5 separate regions of the Mus musculus genome follow, and regions 2, 3, 4 and 5 are each linked to region 1. Evidence: chromatin contacts called from public Hi-C and promoter capture Hi-C data. All regions are on one chromosome and are shown on one strand. The core of a region is the stretch at or near the end of the contact, and the rest is flanking DNA. Distances in the headings are between cores, read along the strand shown.

What was found. Promoter capture Hi-C pulls out the DNA fragments that hold promoters and counts their contacts. Hi-C and Micro-C count contacts between places; a contact is called where the count stands out from the background.
Region 2: a contact with region 1 is called in a promoter capture Hi-C map of pre-B cells, with 3 times the contacts expected there. The contact joins the promoter of Aph1c here to the promoter of Pclaf in region 1. A contact is called at or near these places in 5 of 39 promoter capture datasets (the C10 cell line, the HPC-7 cell line, erythroid cells and 1 more) and 1 of 115 datasets of contacts at active chromatin or transcription factors (large pre-B cells).
Region 3: a contact with region 1 is called in a Hi-C map of B cells, with 8 read pairs. The contact joins the promoter of Ints14 here to the promoter of Pclaf in region 1. A contact is called at or near these places in 2 of 39 promoter capture datasets (cranial neural crest and liver) and 1 of 484 Hi-C or Micro-C datasets (B cells).
Region 4: a promoter capture Hi-C map of pre-B cells shows a contact between it and region 1, with 4 times the contacts expected there. The contact joins the promoter of Fbxl22 here to the promoter of Pclaf in region 1. A contact is called at or near these places in 5 of 39 promoter capture datasets (hippocampal neurons, liver, neutrophils and 1 more), 1 of 484 Hi-C or Micro-C datasets (CD4 T cells) and 1 of 115 datasets of contacts at active chromatin or transcription factors (memory CD8 T cells).
Region 5: a promoter capture Hi-C map of erythroid cells shows a contact between it and region 1, with 17 times the contacts expected there. The contact joins the promoter of Clpx here to the promoter of Pclaf in region 1. A contact is called at or near these places in 6 of 39 promoter capture datasets (the C10 cell line, cranial neural crest, erythroid cells and 3 more), 1 of 484 Hi-C or Micro-C datasets (B cells), 4 of 115 datasets of contacts at active chromatin or transcription factors (the SCID.adh cell line, bone marrow-derived macrophages, epiblast stem cells and 1 more) and 3 of 9 other capture datasets (adipose tissue, liver and pancreatic islet).

The regions. Positions count from the first base shown.
Region 1 is chr9:65,888,985-65,891,664 of GRCm38.p6, forward strand. Pclaf (PCNA clamp associated factor) reads left to right here and starts at 1,339. Exons shown (of 4, transcript NM_026515.2): 1 at 1,339-1,490; 2 at 1,748-1,825. The coding sequence starts at 1,445. All of the region lies in intron 1 of Trip4 (thyroid hormone receptor interactor 4), which reads right to left.
Region 2 is chr9:66,833,408-66,836,087 of GRCm38.p6, forward strand. Aph1c (aph1 homolog C, gamma secretase subunit) reads right to left here and starts at 1,299. Exons shown (of 6, transcript NM_026674.3): 1 at 1,079-1,299. The coding sequence starts at 1,191.
Region 3 is chr9:64,959,458-64,962,137 of GRCm38.p6, forward strand. It overlaps Ints14 (integrator complex subunit 14), which reads left to right and starts at 1,375. Exons shown (of 13, transcript NM_001077631.2): 1 at 1,375-1,481; 2 at 2,237-2,541.
Region 4 is chr9:66,513,252-66,515,931 of GRCm38.p6, forward strand. It overlaps Fbxl22 (F-box and leucine-rich repeat protein 22), which reads right to left and starts at 1,342. Exons shown (of 2, transcript NM_175206.4): 1 at 968-1,342. The coding sequence starts at 1,302. Usp3 (ubiquitin specific peptidase 3) reads right to left here. Exons shown (of 15, transcript NM_144937.4): 15 at 1,388-2,680.
Region 5 is chr9:65,292,898-65,295,577 of GRCm38.p6, forward strand. Clpx (caseinolytic mitochondrial matrix peptidase chaperone subunit) reads left to right here and starts at 1,363. Exons shown (of 14, transcript NM_011802.3): 1 at 1,363-1,668. The coding sequence starts at 1,590. It also overlaps the pseudogene Gm16218.

The DNA of each region.
Region 1 (2,680 bases), core at 89-2,588:
TGAGCTGATATGGAGGTGCTAGGAATTGAACCTGTGTACTCCAGGGTCCCTGGAAGAGTAGCCAGTTCTCTTAACTGCTGAGTTACCTCTCCAGCTCCTGTTTTTTCGGTCTAGCTCTTTCCTTTCCTTCCTTCCTTTCTTTTTTTAAATAAACGATTTATTTTAATTTTATGTGTATTGGCATTTTGCCTGCCTGCATGTCTGTGTGAGGGTGCCAAGTCACTTGGAGCTTGGTTACTGCCATGAATGAACTGCCATGCTAGTGCTAGGAATTGAACTGGGTTCCTCTGAAAAAGCAGCAATACTCTCAACTACTGTGCCCCTTTTCTTTTCTTCCTTTCTATATTTTTTTCTTTTTTCTAAAATATTGTGATCTAGCCCAGACTGGCAAGGAACTCACAATTTCCCAGTCTCTCTGCCTCCTCAGGGCTGAGATTACAAGGTGCAGTAGGCCTGGCTTTAAAATCTTTAAATTGAATATACTATTAATTGTTGATTTGGTTAAGGCCCTGAATAGATTTCATTGCTGTTCAAGCATAATTCACTGCAGAAAAGTAGTTCTGTAACATGCTGAAGGGTCATCTTTTAAACAAGCATTAACAGACAGCATTCTGCAGCAAGCACATACGGTTTTGTTTCGTGCATGGCATTCAGAACAAACACAAATTCTTAGGAATATTGTAATTTGAAATATGGGTCAGACAATATGATCTCTTTTTTGCAGGGTTATCCTCACGTGGGTTGGTGCTGTGACCCTTTTACATTTGGCATTTAAAAAATTCTTTGGCCATGTTTTTTAAATTTTATTTACTTATTTTTATATGTGTATGGACAATTTGTCCTAATTTTTTGTCTCATGCGATCTGAAAACGGTTTTTAAAACACTGTAAACTAAATAAACTAAATTGAGTTTTCCTTTCTCCCGCCTCAGAAAGTTGTTTTAGAACACAGTAGGGTTCATCCTTAGGATACTAAACTTTAGTTATGATTTACATAGAAAAGTCCACTTAATTTTCACTTTCAGTGTTTAATTATCATGGATTTAACTCTGGTAACTTTTGAAGAAATTTTACAATCCCTATCTCTACTTGGTTTTATTTTGGCTAGTTCACAACCTATCTACCTCACCTCCATACTTCGTGCCCCCCTCTTCCCCCACCCAGAGTCCTAGCACCGCCTACCAGGGAGGTACAAATCACGACCACTGGGGCTGATGGACTGACTGGCCAGCAAAACCTTAAGTCTCGAGGCTGTCACTGCTGGACGCTGTCAATTGGTCCAGAGTGAAGGCGCGGAACCAATAAGAATCGAGGTTCTCAAGCGCTTGGAGCGCGCGGGAAAGAGACCCATTTAAACGGTGGCGGGAACATCATTTTCGGGTTCTTCTCTAATTGAGACATCTGCAGTTGGGGTGACGGTGAAAGTTGTCTCTTCTTGTGTGAACATGGTGCGGACCAAAGCAAACTACGTTCCAGGAGCCTACAGAAAAGGTAAATGATGCAGCGAGGTGGCAGGGGGTTCCCTAGGCAGCCTGTCCAGGGGTGGAGACGCCCATGGCTGCCTCCCATTGAGCAGCTAGAAGGCAGGCTCCCGGCCCTCACTGCTAATAAGCTGCAGAGAACAGGCAAGGTCGTTTGCTGCTGTTCATCTCCCTCCTCTTTACTGGCCTGGGACTGTTGTAGAACAAAGCTCGGGGATCCGAACCCTCCTGCCTTTTCTGAACGCCCCTATTTATCTCTCTCTGCAGCGGTGGCTTCTCAAGCCCCTAGGAAGGTGCTTGGCTCCTCCACCTTTGTCACCAATTCTTCAAGTTCGTCGAGAAAAGGTAGGAAGGGTCGTGGAAGCTTCTGAAGTAACACCCCGAGAGCATCAGGCCGGGCAAGGCAGTACTAACCTGTGTGGTCCTGACCCGCGGTGGATTTATTTTTACTTAGTTTCCTTCCTCTGGAATTTGTTTCCGTTGACATTCTCACACCTAAATTTCTTTCTCGCCCTCTAAGGGAGCCTTAGTCTTTCAGCAGGCTTGGATGGGGGTGAGGGTCCAATGGAAAATTCATGTCTTGGTGGTGAGGGGCAGTATATTTTTAAACTTTTTTTTTTCTTTTCTGAATGGTGTTTTAAAAATTGTTAACAGTTACTATTTTCTTGGAGGCTACTTAAGTGTCTCCTCATTAGATTTATGGTGATGATTGACTGTACTACCGCGTTTCCGGTTGGGGGATGTATGTGAGTGTCTGTTTGACCATGCATGCAATCTTTGGGAACTGAACCCTGGGCCTTCCTTGCCCATGTTGAACAAGTACCCTACCGCTGAGCTAACCACACTGCCCCAGATTGGTTTGCTTTTGTCTCTGCTTTTCCCTCCTCCTCTACTCCCCAGTTCTTCCCCTATCCGACCTTCCTTTTTAACTCTCTCCTCCCTTTTGTTCTCCCTCCTTCCCTCCCTTTTCCTTCTTCCAAGGTCTCATGTAGCCCAGGCTGGCCTCAACATTTTTATGTACAAAGAACACCTTTGAACTCCAGATCCTTCTGCCCTCCATCTCCCCACTGCTGGAATAACACACACACACACACACACACACGTTCTCATGTAATTCAGGGTAGCCCCAAACTTGTTACGTAGCTAAAGCTGGCCTTCAACTTCTGATCTCTCTGTCTTTAAGATCTTCAATTTAGGGGA
Region 2 (2,680 bases), core at 49-2,548, 940 kb after region 1:
CCTTCACATGGTATTCCGAATCAGCATTTGCTAATCAATGGTCCATTTTCCTCCTAGTGAAAAAACAGTCCAAGAGGAACGTCAGATGCCCTCAACAAGGACGATTCAGTGACCCTGTCTGTGTACACCAGAACACTATCTGCCAAGGACTGGCAACGAGGAAGTTGGTTACTGCTTTGCCTCATTGGTGTGCCATAGAAACATATAACCAGTGGCTGTTACAATTTTCATATCCTAGAAAATGTGAATTTAATGGCTTAGCTGTCTGTAAAGATAAGTATCTTTTCTGAAGGAAAACAAACACCTACACCTGTATTTATTGTGTGCACCATGGAAAACTCAGAAGTTGAAAACCCATGCTGTGGTCTAGTTGTTTTCCAGGCCCGGTTCTTACAACCTTCCTGTGGACTTTAAGGACACAGCAAGCTTGACGTTCAACAGACTCTATTGATTTTTAATGCCAACAGCGAAGGAGCACTATTTATTACAGGAAAAAAGAACGCAGAGAGGCTGGAGTTCCTGGCTAGCCAGTGAGTTGCCTGGGTGCCAAGTCTCAGAAACTCAGTCTCAGCAGGTGCAAAGGGATCAAGACCGCAGTCACCAGCAGAGTTAGATATTTACCAAGTTCTCAGCAAGACTGGTCAGGTGTTGCAGCGGTTTTCTCAGGCTTTCACCATTGGCTGCACCCCAACCATTACCCAGGGGCCTACAAGAAAAATCTGAGCCCAAATTCCTCACAGGCATTCTGAGTCCAAGAACGGGGGTTGAGGAGGTGGACAACTGATCCCCAGGTGTCTTTAATGGCAGAGAGTGAGAACAGCTCTTCGATGCCGCTGAGCACTGAGTGAAATGAGAAATTCCTACGGAAAGACTAAGGCTCCATACACGAATGTATCCACTTATTCCCATCTTCCACAGAAGCCAAGACCCGCAGGACTCGCCTGCTCAGCCTGAACCCCCTCCCCCCAGTCTTGGACAGTCCCACAAGCTGGGAGCCACTGGGAGATGGGGATCCCGGGGTCGTGGAAACCCAGGAGAGGGAGGGACCCGCGGTGTCCGGGACTCGGCTCAACCTCACCCAGCGATGAGGAAAATGACGCGCAAAGGGTCGGTGGCGATGGTGAAGAGGTAGAGTGCGAACGCGGGCCCGAAGGCGATGAAGGCGCAACCGAAGAACACAGGCAGCGTCATGGTACCCACAGAAGCCAGTCCCGGGGGACCTGAGTGGATCCGAGGTGACTGGGACGATTTCTTAGCGGAATGCGGGGCGGGGCAGGCCTGCCAGGTACTCCGGGCTCGATCAGAGAAGGGGGCGGAGCAAAGCCCGGGAGGCGGGGCCTCGAGGTGCTCCAAGGCTTTTTTGAGCGGAGGGCGGGACGTACGAGAGGCGGTGCCTTAGGGGCGGTTTCTGGCCAATCAGAGCCTGGGGGCGGTGCAGGACACAGCCAGTCAGAGCAGAGGGCGGAGCGGCGCTCTAGATGAAGTGCCTTGAGATGCTCCGCGGCTTGTTTTTGCAGAGGGCGGGGTGGAGTCGAGGAGGCGGGTCCTCGAGCTGCTCCACAGCAAGGCAGGACTGGGCGGGGGCGGAGCTCGAAAAACAGAGCCTGTATCGCACAACGGTCAGTCGCAGAGGGGTGTCCAGGCGGATCTCGGGAGGTAGTTCCAGGAGGTGCTCCAGGCGCTGAGAGCGAATGGCGGTGCAGGATTCGGGAAGCTATTTCTTGAGAGGCTCAGAGTACTGTTAGAACCTGTGCAGCGGCATCGAGAAGCTGTCAGAGAGGCGGTTCCTCGAGGGGCTCCACGTGCTGTCAGAACCGGGGCGGCCTCTAGTGTCTCTGCGTGCGTACAGCGCAGGGGACAGGGCCTCGAGGGGCTTCACAAGCGGTCAGAGCGGAGGTGCAGCCTGGAAGGATTCGGTGTGCGGGCAGGCTGGGCAGCAACGCGGCCTCCTGGGACTCCACGTGCCGTCAGACTGCGGGGCGGGGCCTTGAGGGCTGGGCAGTTCTTCAGAGCACTCGGGGTGCTGAGAATGGAAAGGGGTCCTTCAAGGTTTCTTCTCTAGGTTTCTTGGGGCAATGAAAGTTGCCCGCCGAACTGGGCGGGCGCCTAGACCTCCGAGAGGCAAAGGGCTACACCAAGCCTCAGACTTGCCAGCGCTGCAGGTCCTTATTCCAAAGCGTGGCTCACTGAAGACTTAAAAGCTGTGCCCCAGCCCTCTTGCCTGTGGGTACACATTGTCCCTGGTGCTGGCCAACTGTAAGGTGGTCTAAGGGAGATTACCAGGCCACTTTTGTGCTGAAGGTCAATTGAAGTAAACAGCAGGACAGGGGCACGGTTCCTTTAAAGTAAGTATTTTTTCTGTGTCCGTGGTTGCAGGAATGTGGGGCTCCCATCCTATGTAAAAATCCAACTGGGCTGGTATGACCCAGGTGAATCATCCCCTATGGAAAAGGAATAATGAAATACTGACGAGTTGTTCTGACAAGTTGGTTTCTGTGCCACTAACAGCCCTGATCTCCAAAAACTTAAAAAATTTTAAAGGCATTCTCTAATCATATCTGAATTTAAATTTCAGGACAAACAACCACAGCTATGTTAAGAATGCTACAAGGTTAATATTGACTAATTACATTCATGTTTGTGGAGAATTGAAACGCTGTAGATACAGAGCCAATATCTT
Region 3 (2,680 bases), core at 125-2,624, 930 kb before region 1:
TCTCAAAAAACCAAACCAAAAAAGAAAAAAAAAAAAAAAAAGACTTATTCCTTTCTACGTCACCGAAAAGCCAGCTGTTCAGCAGAACGAGGACGACGACAACAAATCTGAACACCTATCAGATCATTAAAAATGAGCAAACTAATTAACTTAAGTTTAGTCTTTAAGGTCATAAACCAGACCATGTATCTAAGCTGGCCTAGAACAGCAATCCATGGCTGAATCATCACCACAATAGAGCAACTAGACAGATAACTCCTCTGTCTGCATAGTCTTGGCCAGATCTCTCCCATTACGGCTAAGTAATCAGGCTATATATTCTTACTTACCTAGAGCCCCATAACTGTTCAAACATAGCAAGGTCTTTTGAAATATTGAAACTAGCCTGGTTGGAGAAAGATGTCCTGCAGCAAACAAAAGCTAAGTCTACAGGCCATGCGGCCTTGATATTGGTTCCCCAGAGTCTAGTGTTGGCTTTCTCTGCCACCTCTAATAGAAAGAGGAAACATTAAAGAACAACAAACACTTTCCCACGGAGCAAGTTGTGGTAAGTCAGTTCTAAGAGTTTCCCTTCCTTATCCCGCTTGCAACCCATAAGCTTAAAGAAAGCCATATGCCTAAGACTTTACAGGGAGCTCTGTGTTCTCACTTGTAATTGCTGTTGTGAAGTATTGGTCTTTGAACCATAACTACCCAGCGTTCTGTTAGCATCCGTTGAGGCCTACTACTAACTGACATTCTCCAGGCCCCTACAGCCCACAGGGTTAGCAAGTCACCTTTTGCCCACCTCACCCTCTCATCCCCGCCCAGGAACTCCCTGAGGCATATGCTATGCTAGGGACACCTGGTGGAGAGAAGCAGGCAGGGACCCTCAAAGCCTTACATGGAATCCTAAAAGCAAAACCTTCAGCACATCTCAGGCACAAAAGCAATAACTGAGTCACGCTTCTGCCGGTCTCAAAGTCAGGGTAGGGAAATAACGTGGTACTAAGATCTCAATGCAACTTAGACTCAGGGCAGCCAGGTGCTTACAGTCTGAGCACTCAGCCGGGGATTACAGTTTTTTAAGAGTAGGAAGAGCATCCTACTGTTCTGTCGGTGTGACTGAGAATTCTGAAGAAGAAAAGCAATGACAGAAATGTTAGACACTGGCCAGGGGTCTACAGGTTAATAAAAAGGCAAAGCAGAGATAAATGGAGGGAGGCACCCAGAATGGGGTAAGACAAAGGGGGAAGGGCCAGAAACCCCCCGCAGGGCTCAGCCTGGGAGGAAATTGGGGCTCCGTGGGCAAGAGACAGAGGAGGAGCACCCCCTAGCGTCCCGGGAGAGCCACAACCCAGCGCCCGTGGGCTGGAAGCCCCGCCCAGCCCACGCTATTCGCTGCCTCCGGGTTCCCTTATGTCGCACGGCCCTTAAGTTCCGGCTATGGCGCGCGGACGGAAGGTTTAAGCGGACGGACAGAGGCTGGAGATGGGCTCCGGGTAAGTCAGGGAATGTGCCTGTTGAGGGCTGTGTTTCGATGGCGGTTGGGGTTACAGGGGAAGGAGTGGAAGGAACAACACAGGGCGGGCGGCGGACCTTCTCTGAGGCCCGCGTAGGGTGGCGGTCTCAGGGGCGCTGGCTCCAGGGCCTGCGACAGGCCTGCCCTCTGTGTGGCCCGGGTCTTGTAAGCAGCAGGATTCCGCGCTTGGGGCCGTGTTTCTTCCTCCCCTGAGAGTCTTCCGTCCCTGGACCCTGAGACTTCCGTCCCCTCTTTCCCCGAGAGTTCCATACAACAAATGTTTTGGGCTCGTTTTAAAGGTAAAGGTCTATTCTTCAGTTGCAGTCTTAAGTGAACTCTGCTGCACTTCAGGCTACCCATTCAGATATTAATCATCTGAGAATTTAGAGGAATTCGTAGGGCAAGCCAGAGCGACAGAAAAGCCGACGTGTATGCACTTAGAAACTGAAGTGGAGCTTTGAGAGATTCCTGAGCGTCAAATTGCTATGAATGGGCTAATGATCCCCTTCAGAGTAGAACTATAAATGTAATTGATGGCTTTTAGAGCAGTCATGTGGCGAGGATGTATCATCAGGAGTAGACTGTCCAGGAGAAAGAAAACCCTTGGTTATCTGAAACATTGTAAAATGGTACCAATTGGAAAGGCTGAGGGCGGTGTGGGGAAATTTGATCAGAGTCAGCCCAAGTGAGAAATACATCGTGTTATCTACTAATGAGAGATCTTTTATTTTTCAGTTTTGTGGCTAAGCCCAGACTGCTTGAGTGAAACAGCCTTCAGGGACGTTCCATTCTTTCGTTTATCCCAGTGCTTACAACCCAAAAACAAAATTGGATTGCCACAAGTCGGCCACGGCTGAGGAAGTGCACTCGGGCCCTGACACAAATGCATCAGTCAGGAGAAAGAGCCAGCTTCTCAGGTGTCTTCAGAGAAGGCCAGACTGACAGCTGCGGTCACCCATTGCAGTGCTAGCAGCAATTTCATGGACTGGAAGTGCTTGTTGGTACTTGATCCAGAAAACTGTTTCTCAATCTCTTAAGAGGTGAGGGCGTGATCATCAGCTTTAAAAACCATAAAGGCTTCCGTGCATAAATGTGACCCACAAGAGCTGGATAAACTGCACCTGAGCAGAAGTGCAGGACTCCCTGGTGGCTCTGCTTAAATAAGAAAGTGTATTTTTG
Region 4 (2,680 bases), core at 92-2,591, 620 kb after region 1:
CTAGTGAAACCCATCAAAATGGCCTTGCCTGGTCTTGTCAGAGCCAAGCCCAAATCCAACTTGGGAAGAGAACAAGTGAAAGGCAGGCCCCTGTAATTACTTTCTGTGGTGAGGCCAGCCCACAGTGGTACTAACCCTAGATGGCAGCAGCTAGCAACCACCCATGCTTCTTAGCTAGCAGGGAGCTCTTTCTCCTCAGCAGCTGGCACAGCCATGTTGGCCATAGCTTCCCTGCACAGGAAGGTGTGACTGACCCATTTTGTGGCTCAGCCTGTGCAAGGGATTGGGGGGAGGAGGGAGGGATGTGTGGCATCAAAAGATCAAATAGGGGATTTTTCAGGGCATCCCCTATTACGGTTTATCTCAAATTCAAATATAACTGGGTGGTGTGTATCTTACTTGCTAAGATCTGGCAGTCCTACACTGGCACAGCACACTATGTCTCAGAGTATCCCTTATGCCCTGACAGTTGAAATCCATCCCTGAGTGCTGTGCAGGACAAGTGTGTTCCCCAGAGGAGACGCTCACTGCTACTTTGCATAGGCTTTGCTTCAGCTTACCTGAGCACCCTAGCTCTCCTTCCTTAGCAGCAGTTCTCAGGCCTCGGTAACTGCATTCTTGTTTGAGGAATGGTGTTTATTTTTGGCCAAATTAGAGGCCTGAGCCAACTGATGCCTTTGGGAGCCTGACCTTGAAAATCCAGGCTCAGCTGAACCCAACCAGGCCTTAATGGCTGCCAGTGAAGACAGCTGCTCCAAGGAGCCGCTGAACCCAGCTGAACTCAACTTCATTTGCCACAGCAGCATTTTTAGGAGCTGAGAGTGAGCCGATTTAACCCAACTCTTTGGGCACTGGTTGTCTGCCTTGGTCTCAATCTGAGCCATATTGCTCTTGGAATGTGTGCTTCCCAGCCCTCCCTGGAGCCAGGGCCAACAAAGCCACAGTGCTCAGGGGCAAGGTGGCCTACCTGTTGCACACCTGCAGGAGGAAATCATTAACCAGGCTCTCGTGCTGGCTGCAGATGCTCCTCTGGAGGGCGCTCTTGAGCCAGTCCTCGATGCTGCACACCTGCACACGGCTGGAATGCCAACAGATGGACAGGCTGCGCAGCGCAGGGCTCAGCCGGAAGTTGTCTTTCTTGAGCTCTGCGAGAGAATGGAAGTGCAGCAGGGGCCAGAGGGTGGGGTCCTCAAACACATCTCGGAGCTGGGAGCAAGTCCTGGAGAGGCTCCTCCGGCTGTCCTTGTCCAGGAAGGAGAAGAGACACAGCAGACACTCCCGATTGAGCTGGGTTATGTGCATGGTGAGTGGTGGCCGCACGTGAATGCCCAGAAAGGGTCTGACCTGCCTCCTGCTTCCTCCCCAGATCAGGACTGGTGGACATATATGGTTGAGGAATGGTGTTTATTTTTGGCCAACAACTGGTGCTGAAGCTCGGGGTGGGGAGGGCGGGTGTCAGGATCCAGACTTACTCGAAGCCATCTGTGGTTCGGCTTATGTTCAGAGGGCCTGAAAGTCCTGGCAGAAGAGCAGCCCATTGAAGTTACAAGTTTTCCTTAAAAGGGATTTCTTTTCCTCTGAGCTGATAAGTGTTGAGCACAGGGCTCTTGGCTTTTACTAAGGTGTTTTCATTGGAGGTAATTAGCGACAACAGCCCTTCCTGGGCTTGCAGCCTTTCTCCTAGCAGGACAGTGAGTATTAGCTGTTAGGTATCAGAGTGTGTCGGTGCGGCTCCTCTGCTCACCCTTGCTAGGAAGAGGTCATTTTTACCATGCCCCAAACTGTGAGTGGAATCTGAGGATCATGCTTGGTACTTTAGCTCAGGACACTAATGGCTACCTTGCAAAGATGAGCTATCTTTAAACCCCAATGGCAAGGCCCAAATGGCTCCATTTTTACCCTAAACTGTCATAAGATTCATCTGAAATGTTATTTTAAAAGCTAGCACGTGTGTGTGAGACAGACAGACTGGTGCATGTGTTCTTTTTCGTGGGTGATTTGCAGAGTTTCATTATCTGTCCTAGATAGCATTCCCCAATATGTGAGGGTGGGCAGTTTCTATTTTTGAACACTTAATTGAAGTGTAAATAACTGGAAGTGAACTGCAAGTCTGATGGGTTTCAATGCTTGCACACAGCCCCCAGCTGCCCTGCTTTTTAGGAAGCTGTGCTGCAGATCTGGAAGTATGAAGCTGCTCTAAGTGCATACAACTTGGTGGAAACCTAAGACTACTACAGCTTCCCCTGAAAGAACTCCACAGAACCCCTTAATGACTACTCCCCTTTCCTCCTGCCCATGTAGGCTACAAGACTGGCCCCTGATGGCTGTTGCTCTGCCATTTCTTCTTCCTTCCTCTCCTCCTCCTCTTTTTTTTTTTTTTTTTTTTTTTTGGCTTTTTGAGACAGGGTTTCTCTGTATATCCCTGGCTGTCCTGGAACTCACTTTGTAGACCAGGCTGGCCTCGAACTCAGAAATCCGCCTGCCTCTGCCTCCTGAGTGCTGGAACTAAAGGCGAGCGCCACCACTGCCCGGCTTGCTCTGCCTGGAAACAATCCACAGAAGAGCCCAGCTGGTGAGGCGGGACTAGGATGTGATTCGTCTGCAGCCAGAATGAATGGTAACGTGCACAATGACATCTTGGCATCATACAGACTACTAAGTCTTAATGGCCAATGATCTT
Region 5 (2,680 bases), core at 113-2,612, 600 kb before region 1:
CACAGAGAAACCCTGTCTCGAAAAAACAAAAACAAAAAAACCCATAACTTCTCTTTTTGGGCGGGAGAAGCCAGAGACAGCCCTCTTGGTTTGCTCACAGCATCCATGGAGGGAGAGCTTCTGAGAGAGTCTAAGAACACAGTTGGAAAGCAACATACTGAGAGGACTTGAGTCTCTCCTCACAACTGTATTCCTGGATGCAGCTGAAGAAGGAGTGGGTCTTAGTGAAGAAAGACAAGAATTCTCTTTCATCTCTGAAACTTTACCATGAGGTGTTACCACGAGTCAGCTCTCTAAGAAAGAACCCTGTAGTAGTATGAACCACCTGGAATTCCCCTTCTGTGAGCTAGACCCGGGGAACTGGAAGTCACTTTTCTGGCTGGAGATTGACGCTGGTTAATGTAAGTGAACTGGTGTTGATCCTGGCTTAATTCTCTTTCCTCACAGTTTCTGTCTAAAGGTTCCAGCAGGGTGTGGTACAACTCGGTAGTCTCATCTAGAGGTGGGAGCACAGGCATCAGATGTTCAGAGCCATTTTCAGCTACAGAACAAGTTCCAGGCCACCTAGCAATTTGGCGGCTAGAGTTGATGATATATATATAATTACTCTGGCATAAATTCCAAACCAAACCCAAATAAAACCCATATGGTGTTAGAGGCAGTACTCTTAAATTCGAGGTCAGCCTGGTCTACAGAGGGAGTTCTTGGACAGCCAAGGTTACACAGACAAACCCTCGCTCAGAAAACCAAAACAAAAATCCACACAGGCAACTAGCCCCGACTGAAAACTTTATCATCACAAAGCTTGAAAGAGCAAGGAAAGCTAGCTCTATCCAGCTTGTTGCTCGGAGTGGGAGTGGGATTAGGAGACCATTTCCATGCTGCAAATGAAACGAAACAGCGAACATAAAGGAAGCCAGGATATAGAGTCCATGAAGGAAGGAACTTGCCGAAGTGCAAGCGCCTGGTAGTTACTGTCTGTTTATAATTATTATGTGGGATTATGGTCTTTACCACTGAATTACATTCTTAGTTTTCGGATCACTTAAAAAAGATCCTCACCTTTTTGCGCTTTTATTTCCCCTGCTCCTAAGAAGCGTAGGGTCAACTCCCGACACGGCGCGTGTCTCTTTGGGTCTAAAACTTTTTAACATCCGAATAAAGAGACTTCCCGAGAAATTAGGCGACCGCAAAATTTTGGGTTCGCCGCTTGCCGTAGCGCGCTCATTGGTGCCCAGGTTACCGCCCCATTCTCTGGAATCACGTTAGTCTCCACGCATGCGCAGCGTAAACTCACGCCTCCTCCTGGGTCTAGGACGCAAGCGCGCGCACGCTCCCCGGCCGGGGTGGGCGGGGAATGGGGGAGAGTAGGGAGGGAGGGGAGGAGGGGAGGAGCCTACTCCGGTGAGTAGAAGGCGGTGGGACGCTGGGATCGTCCAGGCCTGGCTGCCTGGTGGGGAAAACGCTGCGCCAGCATAGAACCGACGGAAGGGAGCGGAGCCAGTCAGCGGAACACTCGCGCGACACGATCGGGTCGCTGAGCCCCCTCGATCCTCAGGGCGCGAAGCCCTGGCCTAGGCCCCGCGGAGATGTCCAGTTGCGGCGCTTGTACCTGCGGCGCTGCGGCCGCCCGGCTTCTCACCACTTCGCTCACCTCCGCGCAGAGAGGTAACGAAGTAGTCCCGAGCCGGTGCCCGCTCTGGGCTCTCGGCGAGTGAACCTGTGGGGATCCCGGGGGGAGAGGAGGGCTTGAAGGCTGCGAGGCGCTACGAGCCTCTGGAGTACCTGGCTGTCGGATTGGAAGGAAACCCGGTGGGCTATCGCTGGCCTGTGAGCTCTCGGGCCTTCGGAGTTTGGGGGCTGGAATGAGGCCATCTCGCCTCAACTCAGGGAGAACAACCGAGTGCGACGCAACACTCGTTAAAAGTGTCCCCCGTGCAGCCCTTCTTGGGGCCTGTCACTTTTGGGGAGTCTGTGCCCGGTTGTCGGGCTAGTCGCCTGGACCGGCAGCGCAAGGGTGTCACTGACATTGTGCGGTCTCGGGGACGACAAGACGTAAACACAGCTCGCTGGCCTTCCAGATATTTGGGAAACTTGGGGTCCCAAGATATTTGGGAAACTTGGGGTCCCAAGAAAGCAGCGGGGAGGTGGGGCGAAAACGACCGCTGGAATTCCTGAAATACTTAAATTTAGCAACAGTCATTCGCCCGCTTCCCCAGCTTGACAGCTGGGATCAGCCTCTAAGAGTGGAGTGGCTCTTGTTTACTTTGCTTCTCTATTCATCAGGACCTGTGACAGAGTGCACACCTGCCAAGAGATTCCGGGAATGAAACCCGTTTTTCTTTCCCACAAGTCTATGCATATCAGATTGTAAGGCTAGGTCTTGTTAGGCTCTGAACTTACAGATGTCTTTTCATGACGATCCTTGGATCAATAAAAGCAGTTTTCCTTTTTTTTTTTTTTTTGACTAATTCTAAAATCATCATTGTCTACTAACTGTATAATTGGCAGTTTATAATACACATGAAATGGAGTAACATAGGCGGAAGCATTTAGTATTGACACGTAAGTGTAAGATTTAGTCTTAAAACATTGCCACACCTCAAGTAGGTGTCCCAGTTCCAGAGGTTTGATTTGTAAACACTGGAAAGAAACATAATTTTAATGTATTGTTTGACCT